3 separate regions of the Mus musculus genome follow, and all the other regions are linked to region 3. A link is a contact called in public Hi-C data. All regions are on one chromosome and are shown on one strand. Each heading gives the region's core, a stretch centred on a gene start, on an enhancer-like site or on the middle of the called end of the contact. The rest is flanking DNA. Distances are from core to core; before and after follow the strand shown. Region 1 overlaps Gm41534 (a long non-coding RNA gene). Region 2 overlaps Gm41534 (a long non-coding RNA gene). Region 3 overlaps Rgmb (repulsive guidance molecule family member B).

Region 1 (3,220 bases), core at 301-2,800, 560 kb after region 3:
AGCTAAAAGTTGATGTTTGTATTCTTAATAATTTGGAATATTATTTAACTCTTGAGCAAAAAAGTTCATCTATAAAAAATTTGGCTGCAGATTTCTAAGATGAAATATACAGAGAAGATACTCTATAATAAATGCTTCATATTTAGTGTCTGAATGACAAGAATTTCTCTTTACATAACGATTCCTGGAGATGTACGAGATTTTTTCTTCCCTAACACCTCCTTTGGTTGATGTTATCTGTGGAAACACAGTAAGTCACCTACCCTTCTCCACCTCTTTCCTTCTTTCACGTTTAGAGACAATGAAAAAGAAAATGAATGTTTTAAAGTTAATACCAATAGTGTTGTGGTAAATCTCCAACCCAAATATGCCCCAGCAATGAAAACATGATACAGTTAATATGAATACATGTTGTGCACCTAGATTGGGCAGATCTACTTCTACACTACCATCTTCCACACCTATGAGACCCCTGAGAACTTGCAGTTTCTCCAGGCCATGTGCTTCTGCTCTGCTTTTCTTCTTCTTCCTCCTCCTGTGTTCTCTCTCTCTCCCATTTTCTACTTATTCTCTCTCCCCACTTTCCACTCCACCTTCCCTTTATCTGCCCAATCATCAGCTCTCCTTTATTTTTCAAATTAAAGTGGGAAGTAGGTTTACAGGAAATCACCTAAGTGCTAACTCATTCCTTGTTCACAACCCCTCTCAGGAGAATGGAATTAACATCAAATGTAATTAGCCCCACGGCTGTCCACAATACAATAGCTTCAAAATTAAAATACCTATTGAAAGCAATGTTGCCGTTATTAGTTCTCAAAATCTTTCTAAAAGATAAGAGCAGCCCTTGGTCCTGTGAAGGCTTGATGCCCCAGTGTAGGGGAATGCCAGGGCAGGGAGAGGGGAGTGAGTGGGTGGGTAGGGGAACACCCTTATAGAAGAAGGGGAAGGGGAATGGGATAAGGGGTTTCTGGAGGGGAAACCAGGAAAGGTAATAACATTTGAAATGTAAATAAAGAAATTATCCAATAAAAGAAAAGGAAACAGATAAGAAATATTAATTTTCTGAGTATTTAGACAAGCAGAGAGGAATGAGCAAAGTAATCAGTAACAGACTTGGATTTGAACTCAGACTCCCTGGAGACAGGAGTAGGTGATCAGAACAGGAGAATAAGGCTTAAGGATGGCAGTAACGGAAGGCCAACTTGTCCCCAAACAGAGCATAAAATAAAGATGATCAGATGTGATCTTTGAGGTTTCACATGAACTTAACAGTCACAGTACAAAGGTGAAGACAATCAATTGTCATCAGGCATAGAAAACAACAGCTGAATAAATCCTAGTACTCATGCCTTTTTACAGTGACCCCAGAATCCCAGTGGAAGATTTTCACTATTCTTTTTCCTAGTCTAGTTTTAATAGAAGCTTACATTTAAGAAGCCAAGAAGATCTTAATTTATTTGGGGAATATTACATTAGTTTTCTCAGAATAGTAAAGGCCATGGAAACCAAAATCTTGCAAAATGAAAAACAACAGATGTCACACAGCTGCTCTTCACGCCATAGCTATGTGAAGGGAGTCCTGTGACCTTCACACTGGCTTTGCCACTATTTCTAGTCAGCTGACCTTGGTGAATTTCCACAGATTATTTTTTCTCTTTACCAACTGGAAACTTTCCTTTTTTGAATTTTCTATTATGTATTTGTATAACTCAAATGGTTATGGATCTGAACAGAAATTCCCAAAAGATGAAATAAAAATGGCTAAAATGTCACTTAAAAATAGTTCACGGTCTCTAGCAGTTAGGGGAATGCAAATTAAAAAACAACTTTGAGATTTCATTTTTCCCCTGGCAGGCTGAATAAGACCAACAAAATCACCTAGAACAAATTCTGGCAAGGATGTAAGGAAAGGAGAACCCTTATACATTGTTGTTTTTGCAAACTGGTACAACTACTATGGAAATTAGTGTGGATTATTCTAAAAAATAAGATCAATTGCATGACTCGCTTATACTATTCCTTCTTATATGCCCAAAGGACTTAACATCCTCCTCTACAAGCACTTGCTTAGCACTGATTTTTGGCTGCTCTGTTCACAACAGTGAGGAAATGGAAACAACCTAAATGTTCTTCAACTGAAAAATGGATTAAAAAAAAAATCTAGTACATATACATAATGAACACTATTCAGCTGTAAAGAAAAATGAAATCACAAAATTTGTAGGTAAGTGAATGGAAGTTAAAATACTATTCTGAGTGGTATATAGCGCCAAACTTCGGCAGACCCTCTTGGTCCCTTGTTTGCATAGAATGGGTCTCTAGTTGCAGGTGGACAAGGAGTCGGGCGAATGAATGACAGACAGATGCAAAACAGGAGATTGTGTAGAATCTGAATGTATTGTCACAAAGTGAACACCAGTCTTAAATAATACAGAAAATAAAGGGGGTAGGATGTCACAGCAGGCAAAGTACATTGAAGTTACCTGACACAAAACAAAGGAATGACTTCAAAAGGACTTACAGGAACCAGGTAATATTTACAGTAAAGATAAAACCGCCCTGCCTAGGGTCAGCAAATGACAGGTAAGGATTTCACACCCTAGTCACAATTTGTGCTACTCCTTTGAGCCTTGTTAAAGCTAGCACCAGGGGGTTCTGCTCTAGCAGGCCTTCTCATGAATAATGCAATACCACAACCCCCCTCTTTCCTAGGCCTGATAAATTCTTGTATGAGTGTAACTTGGCTGTTCTTTTAAGTATCTGTGGAGAATCTCCATTTGTCAGAAGAATTCACCAACTTGCTTCTAATATGCAATGTAGACTGCTATACCTGGCTGTAGTGAAGATTCCTGTCTCAGTGGGATTCCCTAACTTTTACATGGTAAACCCACCTATTAGCTAGGCCATTGTGTATTCCCTTGTTTGGGTAAGACTGGCTACTGTCCCAAGTAAACACTCTGCAGACCAGCCCTGAGCTATTCTGGCTCTGTTCTTTGTAATGCCTAATTAGTTTCAATGTCTCTACTAGAAGTAAATTTGAATGTTCCTGAATAGGTAGCCTTCTTACTGAATTCCTACTGAATTCCAAGTTTGTCGACTTCAAGGATTTTCTGGGACATTGGAACACTGGCGAAGGCTTAGCTATGTCAGAATTCAATCTTAAAAGGCACTTATAATAAAATAATACTAAAAGAGAGCACGTGGATCCATACACCAGACT
Region 2 (3,149 bases), core at 315-2,814, 530 kb after region 3:
TGCTCTCTAGAAAAATTTGAAAGACCAAGCAATGGGGCAGCACAGACCTGCCCATCATCTCTTTTCTCACCCATATTGCTATAGAATCATGAAAGGACTCTATCTAGCCAAGTTCAAAAATTAAATGATTTTTCAGAAAGTCTCAGTGCTCACCCTTGCACACTCTGTCCCCAGATGTCCTGTGACAGAAGGTTGACTTTCTCTTGAGTCTGTACCACAGCAGACTCTAAGCTGTCTTATGTGTGACTTTTCTCCAACTTTTATCCAGTAGTTGACATATATATAACTTCTTTTCCAGAAACTTTTCTTTACCATGAGAAAAATTGTTCACATACTCAAAGTAAAGAAAGAATAATTCAATCCCTATTTAAGCTCACTTTCATACATTAACTATAATAAATAATGAAAACAACATGCATGCTTTGCCACACAGTTTGTAGATAAAAACTGTTGTTAAATAGTTTATTCTTGGAAATTATAATTTAGATTCTTGCTATATTGGAGAAGTTATTAATATATATCTGTGCATGCATTAAATAACTGGAAAAAGAATAACCAGACTTAAATTTGGTTTTGTTTGCAGGAGTCTGCCTTATGTAATTTATGTTACTATAGATGCAGAATTCACTACCTTGGAACTCTCTTGTTACAGCATTCTTCTCAGAGTATGCTAAGAGTTATGAACCCCATGAAGTTTTAACAATGATACTAATAATATGTTGAATCATGAAAACACTGAGGATTTTCTTTTAATGAGCTGATAATACTTGTAGATCATTTGAAAATACAGTTTTCTGTTTGATTAATTTTACTTACAATATTTCCTCATGAGTTTAATCTTAAAATCAGTGTTTTTAAAAACTTAGTTTTTCTACATAATTTTCATTTGGAAAATGGTGACTATGTAGAAATGGTTGAGTAGCTCCTATGTTTTACATTCCTTTGAAAAGTAAACACAAGCTATAGCCCATCTTCCTAACGACCCAATGACCCCTACTTCCTGTGAAGCTCAGCTCAAGATTTATGGGTCGTTGGAGGATGAAGCAAAAAGCAATCGTATCAGCTTTAATGTGTCACTCTACAGCTGCCTCCATATTCAGCTCACACATCCAAAAGGACTCATAATTTTGAGATTAGCTAAGTCTATGAGATAATGCATCTGATTTCCTTAGCCATCTGTTTTGCGTTGCCAGGGAGTTATAAATGCTGGCCAATGCTTGTGCTCACTTCGGGATAGTATAATCAGTCTTTAGAGATTTGAGTGAAAAGTCTTGCAGCCCTGAGGAAAGATGACTTACTTATTCAGATAAATACAGACACAGGGAAAATAGGATGACTAAGTAAAACAAATGGGGTGTAAAGTCTGATGCAGAGAAGGCAGATTTCCCAGAAGGAGCCATATAGTTATAAAATAAGAACTTTTATTCTCACTTGAATGATAAAAAAATAAAGCACAGAAAACACAAGATCCTAACCAAAACAAAACACTCCAAATGAGACTTTTTGCAAGGTCACTGTGGATGTGAGCTGAAGTGAACTCAGAATGACATGACTGTGTTACTCATTAGAAAACCTCCCTGTGCACAGTGACTCATAGAAAATGTGTTACAAACATCCTACACTCTGGGAGTCTGAGTGTCTATATTATATAAAAACTGACTACATCAGAAGACAGAGATCCACAATGAGACAGAAAGATAGCTACTCGCAAGCAGAAGACACTGGTTCTTTTTAAATTACTATTGAGAGACTTGTGATAATGTGAGGCTACCTTCAGTGCACACCTTTACACACACTTTTACACACACACACACACACACACACACACACACACCCCACAAATGACCATGCTGATGGTTCAAATCACAGACACTTCTGTAACAGAGGTGAACAGAGCTCAAGGCTTAGAGTGCGTACAACACAAAGTATAGGCTCTGGCTGTCTGGATCAAGCTAGTATGGAGGTTGGAGAGGCAGGTGGAAGAAGAAGAGAGCAAAGAACCGGGGGGATCCGAGGAACTAGTACCATATCTGCAGTGTCTTTTTAAAAAATCTAAATCTTTCAGATTTTGGAAGCCACAAGGACTATAAAGATTCAATAAGAAGTAGACATATATTTATTAGATATGGTTTCTATTGGAGTATGTTAATAGGATCCAATGGCAGATTCTTTTAATGAAATAAAGGTTTTCAAGTATATGGAGAATGTTGCTGGTGCCCTCTGAGTAAACTGAACCTGTAAGATGTGTGATATTATTATACATGTATATGCAGTAACACATTTGTGTCTGTATGAATATACCTTCCATCAATATCTCTGACAATATGTTGATAGAAGAAATCTTTTCATAATGTATTGTACATAGTAGGGACTTGTGACTATATAAAAAATATATATACAATAGTATGCATTTAATTCCTATATAGAGTAAGATATAAATATAAGAACATGGGATATAACTTAATATTAGAATGCTTATGAAGCATATATGAGGAAACCCTGCATTCCATCCACATCCAAATATAGAACAAACCAAAAAAACAAAACTGCATACAAATTGAATCAATCTCAGTTGGTTTTTGTCAAACCTAAATATTTACAAGGATAACCTGATAGGTATAGACTGTCACTTGAATCAGAACTTCTTAGGTCTCATGTATGGAGGACTTGACTCTGTAGACCAAAATATAGGTAGGAAGTCATGGTTTGAAAAAAATTCTAGAAAGAGGTAATTCATCATTCTTGACCTTTCAGAATAACTGACTCCCTGCATCTTCTTTTGCCATAACACAGATCTCACATGCAGAGCTTATGCTCCAGACAGCTTGAATGTGAGAGCTATACCGAGGAAATGAAGCTCTCAAGTCTTGTGTTGAGAAAGGCACCTCATGGACTATTATCTAAATATCTGGGTGAAAGAAAGCAGTGTGGAGTGTCCTGGATCAGCACATCACACTCTTGAGACATGTCAGCTGTGTTTCAATTATGTCAGCAGTCCCAGTGTCTGGTCAAAAATTTGGTCATGAACAATTGCTTCACAAATGAAGGTATCATGCTTGTTCAGAATAGTGGCCATTTTATAATCGCCAAGCAACCAGTAAGAGAAGCCCTGAAGAAAATGAACTAAGTGAAGTATTAGCACTTGATAC
Region 3 (3,441 bases), core at 344-2,843:
ATAGATGTCCTTCACCGGCATCTTCTCGTGGCATTGGGTGCTGGCAGTCTCCAGTGTGTAGCCAGGCCAGGCCTGCACTGAGGTGGTGTGAGGCAGGCTGTGCCCCAGGATAGCAGACACCTGGCCTTGTCCATCATCAATGCATTCACTCATGGGGCAGCCATTCACACACAGCTGCAAGTCCTGGCTTTCCTCATAGGACATGGCCAAGTCTTCGGGCATCCGGATAGCGAGGGTTAGGTAGCGACCCAGCTGTCGCACAAACACTGTGGTGCCTATGTAGCGGGCATGCATCTCTACGTAGCGGCCACTCTCCTTCTCCACGATGTGAAGACTCTTCACGTCACCGTCCCCCCCACTGGTGGTGCCATCTACAAAGGCGGCCGGCAGGTCATCTGTCACAGCTTGGTACACCTTCTGATCCGTGCACTCGTGCTGTGCTTTGAAGATAATCGTGACCTGTGGGGTGGAAGATGCACAAGTTAACACAGCTGGGGGGAGGGCGCCACTCCACAGCAGAGCTCCCTACGCCTGCTTTGGAGCGAGCCTTGGGAACAGTACATTTATTTGTCTCCTTCTAAAACTAACTAAAGTAGAGCATAGTTGGGGTGAGGGTGGAGGTTCCTGGCTAAGATGAACAGAAGCTTCTAGGGGCTTAATTAATGATATATCTAACAGAGCCCTGCCTTCTACAGAGATCATTCACTGACTATCTCCATTTTGCACGACTCATCACTATTAATATAAATACTGAGAGACAAGACAGAGGCTCTTTGGGGGTGGGGGTGGGGTATCCGCAACAACTACCAATCATGTGCCTCGGGAGAGATCTCTTTAAGTCTCTTAATCAAATGTTTTGCATAAGTGCTTAATCCCTGTGACAGGGAATTATTTGGCAAGCATGGCTCTCAAGCACTGGCAGAGATAACATGCTCCAAACCTCGGAACAGAAGATGGTTTCCTTAAACTCCACCAGGGGCCTGACTCCTCACAGCTTTTCCCAGTAAGCTCTTAATTTTCCAAATGAAGCAAATAGTTCAGAGAGGGAAAAAAAACCCTTACCCATTGATAAATACAAAACCTTCCTCAGTAAGACCGCTCTTGTCCTTGCGGAATCCTTTTGTTATAACAATTATAAAAAACTGTAGCAAATGAACCTGTTCCCAGTTTTGCAGTCAGCTTCTGAGGGGACAGGTTAAGTAGGAAGGGGCAGAGTTCTGTGTGCCCCTCCCCCAGCACCATCTGACAGAGCCTCTGAGATTCAGTTTACGCAGTAGCAGTTTGTTACAGAGCCAGTTATGCAGTAAGTTTGTTTGTTCCGGTTTTTTTTTTTAAATTAAAAAAAAAAAAGAATAAAGGACTGGGTGACTTGAGTCAAGAAGGCAGATAAGCCACACACTCCACGAAACTCTGATGCCGTGAGACTTAGCTCCTGCAAGGAAACTAGTCAAAACAATGGACCCTTGTTTAAGAGGCCAGAAATGCCCCCCAAATCCTGACTACCACCCTCAAGCTCACGTCTGAAGTTTCTCCCCAAGTCAGCCAGCAGTTGCTCACACTATTTAATTCCACATGTTCCCACTGGTGGTACTTGACTGGAATTTTCCAGTCATTTCATTTGACTTCAGCCAGTTACAAAGCCCAGCTCTGAGGCAGCTGCACTGCAGCAACTGGCTAAGTTCATATCCGTTGTTTGCAGCTGCAACTGAAAGCCAGACAATGTGCTGTGAAACCCTGGGCTTTCTCCCCTAATTACCCAGAGCCACAATTTGATTTCACGACGACCAGCCCTTCTCACATTTCAACACCTTCTTTACAAGCCAGAGAAGGTGACTAGAGATGACTTGAGGAGAACTGCTGACTCTAACCATGGGACCTTCCCCTGTGAGGCGGTCTGAGGTGGGTATCTAAGGAGACTATAAAACACATTTATTTGGTGGCTCTAAAGTCAGTTTGACAAGTCCTTTTTTAAGACAAGCTGGGATTGCTAGGAGGTGAAAAGATTAAATTCAAGTAAATTCCGTACCTGGAAACACTGGGGGAAGGATAGAAAACACTGAAGGTTAACCAACACAGACAGCTAAGAGCAAAGTCAGTAACATTGTTTCACATAGTCCTGAGCACAGATCGGCTCAGCTGAAACACAGTCAAAAACTGAGAAAATCCAACAACTCAGTAACGTGTCTTTCTGGTCTAACAAACTTGTTTAAACCAACTTGGCATTGCATGCAAGGACTATGAACATTTTGTTCACATTAGGAAGAGAGAAAAGGAATTCAGTTTTGTTGGGGCAACAAAGCAGAGCTATCCAATTGCAAACCAGTTACCAAAAAAGACACACAGGAGTCAATGCTAAGATGAGTGGAATAGTTTCATGTTTAACCAAGCCTGCCGTTTTCATTAGGCACAGCAATTCCAACGTGGAACTCAGGACTAGTTTTAAACACCCCTCACCCACTTATCCTCTGTGATACAGCAGGGCACATGGAAAACTAGTGTTCTCTTGGGCCTGTACCTATCGAATATTCTACTCTACCTTATAGATTTTGTCTACTCATTTTACTTGATGAGACTTTCTGTCTGATAAAATTACAGTGCTATCTTTCAGTTGGCCATGTGTGTAGAATTATCTGTTGAATCAACATGGCAAGGGGCTGAAAGAACCTCAGAGCATGGGGAAGGGTCCCTGAGAAGTCCCTTGTAGTTTAAGTGTGTACCTGAGCAGGGACCTAGATTCATAATCAATGCAGTGTAGAAAAAACTCTGGGTAGCAGTTTCACATGACTTGAGTTTTGTAATTCCATGCCACTCCTCAGAACAATTACAACACAAGCTCTCAACAAGCAAGCACTCAGCTGTGACCAGCATGAAATCCATTTTAGATTGTCTACCTCTCCAGGAAAGCAAAGCTGTTCGTCCGTACTAATTCTCACTTTAAAAATATACAAAATTTCACTGGAATTTTTGCAAATTCCAAACCTTAAGAATGTTCACATAGCAGCCATCACAATCCTAAAATGGGTATTCAAGTTGTTTACAGCTTTCACTTAGCACTTAGAAACTGTAAAACACCGGCCATGCTGCTTGCTTCCCCTCCACTAACTGATCCATATTCAGTAATAACTCAATTTGTCACATCTGCTCATGCCACACCATTTATTATTGATGGGTGGCATTTCTGTGCATTTAAAACATCGATGTCTTTTGTTAAACCTCCTCCATGTAGTTCCTCTTAACCCCGCCTTAGACAAACTACTCTAGCTTTCCTCATTCATTTTTAATCTCACTCCAGAGATCTCCACCACCCACAGGGTCTATAAGGAAGAGAGGGAGAGCAGCTACCACATACGAAAGACAAAAGGAACTTAAGGGCTGTTATAAAATGAAGAACAGCGAGCGGCTCTCAACCTTCCTAATGCTGTGACCTTTTAATATAAATAT

Evidence for each region. Hi-C and Micro-C count contacts between places; a contact is called where the count stands out from the background.
Region 1: a contact with region 3 is called in a Hi-C map of muscle stem cells, with 2.0 times the contacts expected there. The contact joins two enhancer-like sites. A contact is called at or near these places in 1 of 15 datasets of contacts at CTCF or cohesin (the NIH/3T3 cell line), 1 of 484 Hi-C or Micro-C datasets (muscle stem cells) and 2 of 115 datasets of contacts at active chromatin or transcription factors (embryonic basal ganglia and heart atrium).
Region 2: a Hi-C map of tail fibroblasts shows a contact between it and region 3, with 4 times the contacts expected there. The contact joins two enhancer-like sites. A contact is called at or near these places in 2 of 484 Hi-C or Micro-C datasets (muscle stem cells and tail fibroblasts) and 1 of 115 datasets of contacts at active chromatin or transcription factors (embryonic stem cells).

What each region holds. Positions count from the first base shown.
Region 1 is chr17:16,371,626-16,374,845 of GRCm38.p6, forward strand. The region is part of intron 2 of Gm41534 (a long non-coding RNA gene); the gene reads left to right. Among named protein-coding and RNA genes, the nearest start is that of Gm41534, 140 kb to the left of the region's middle. Within about 2 kb of position 1,551, at least 10 of the 459 cell types and tissues checked have an H3K27ac peak or open chromatin away from gene starts, as enhancers often do. A contact at or near this core is called in muscle stem cells, where this site is marked.
Region 2 is chr17:16,338,772-16,341,920 of GRCm38.p6, forward strand. All of the region lies in intron 2 of Gm41534 (a long non-coding RNA gene), which reads left to right. Among named protein-coding and RNA genes, the nearest start is that of Gm41534, 100 kb to the left of the region's middle. Within about 2 kb of position 1,565, at least 51 of the 459 cell types and tissues checked have an H3K27ac peak or open chromatin away from gene starts, as enhancers often do. A contact at or near this core is called in muscle stem cells and tail fibroblasts, where this site is marked.
Region 3 is chr17:15,807,343-15,810,783 of GRCm38.p6, forward strand. It overlaps Rgmb (repulsive guidance molecule family member B), which reads right to left. Exons shown (of 5, transcript NM_001372257.1): 5 at 1-459. Among named protein-coding and RNA genes, the nearest start is that of Rgmb, 22 kb to the right of the region's middle. Within about 2 kb of position 1,594, at least 90 of the 459 cell types and tissues checked have an H3K27ac peak or open chromatin away from gene starts, as enhancers often do. A contact at or near this core is called in muscle stem cells and tail fibroblasts, where this site is marked.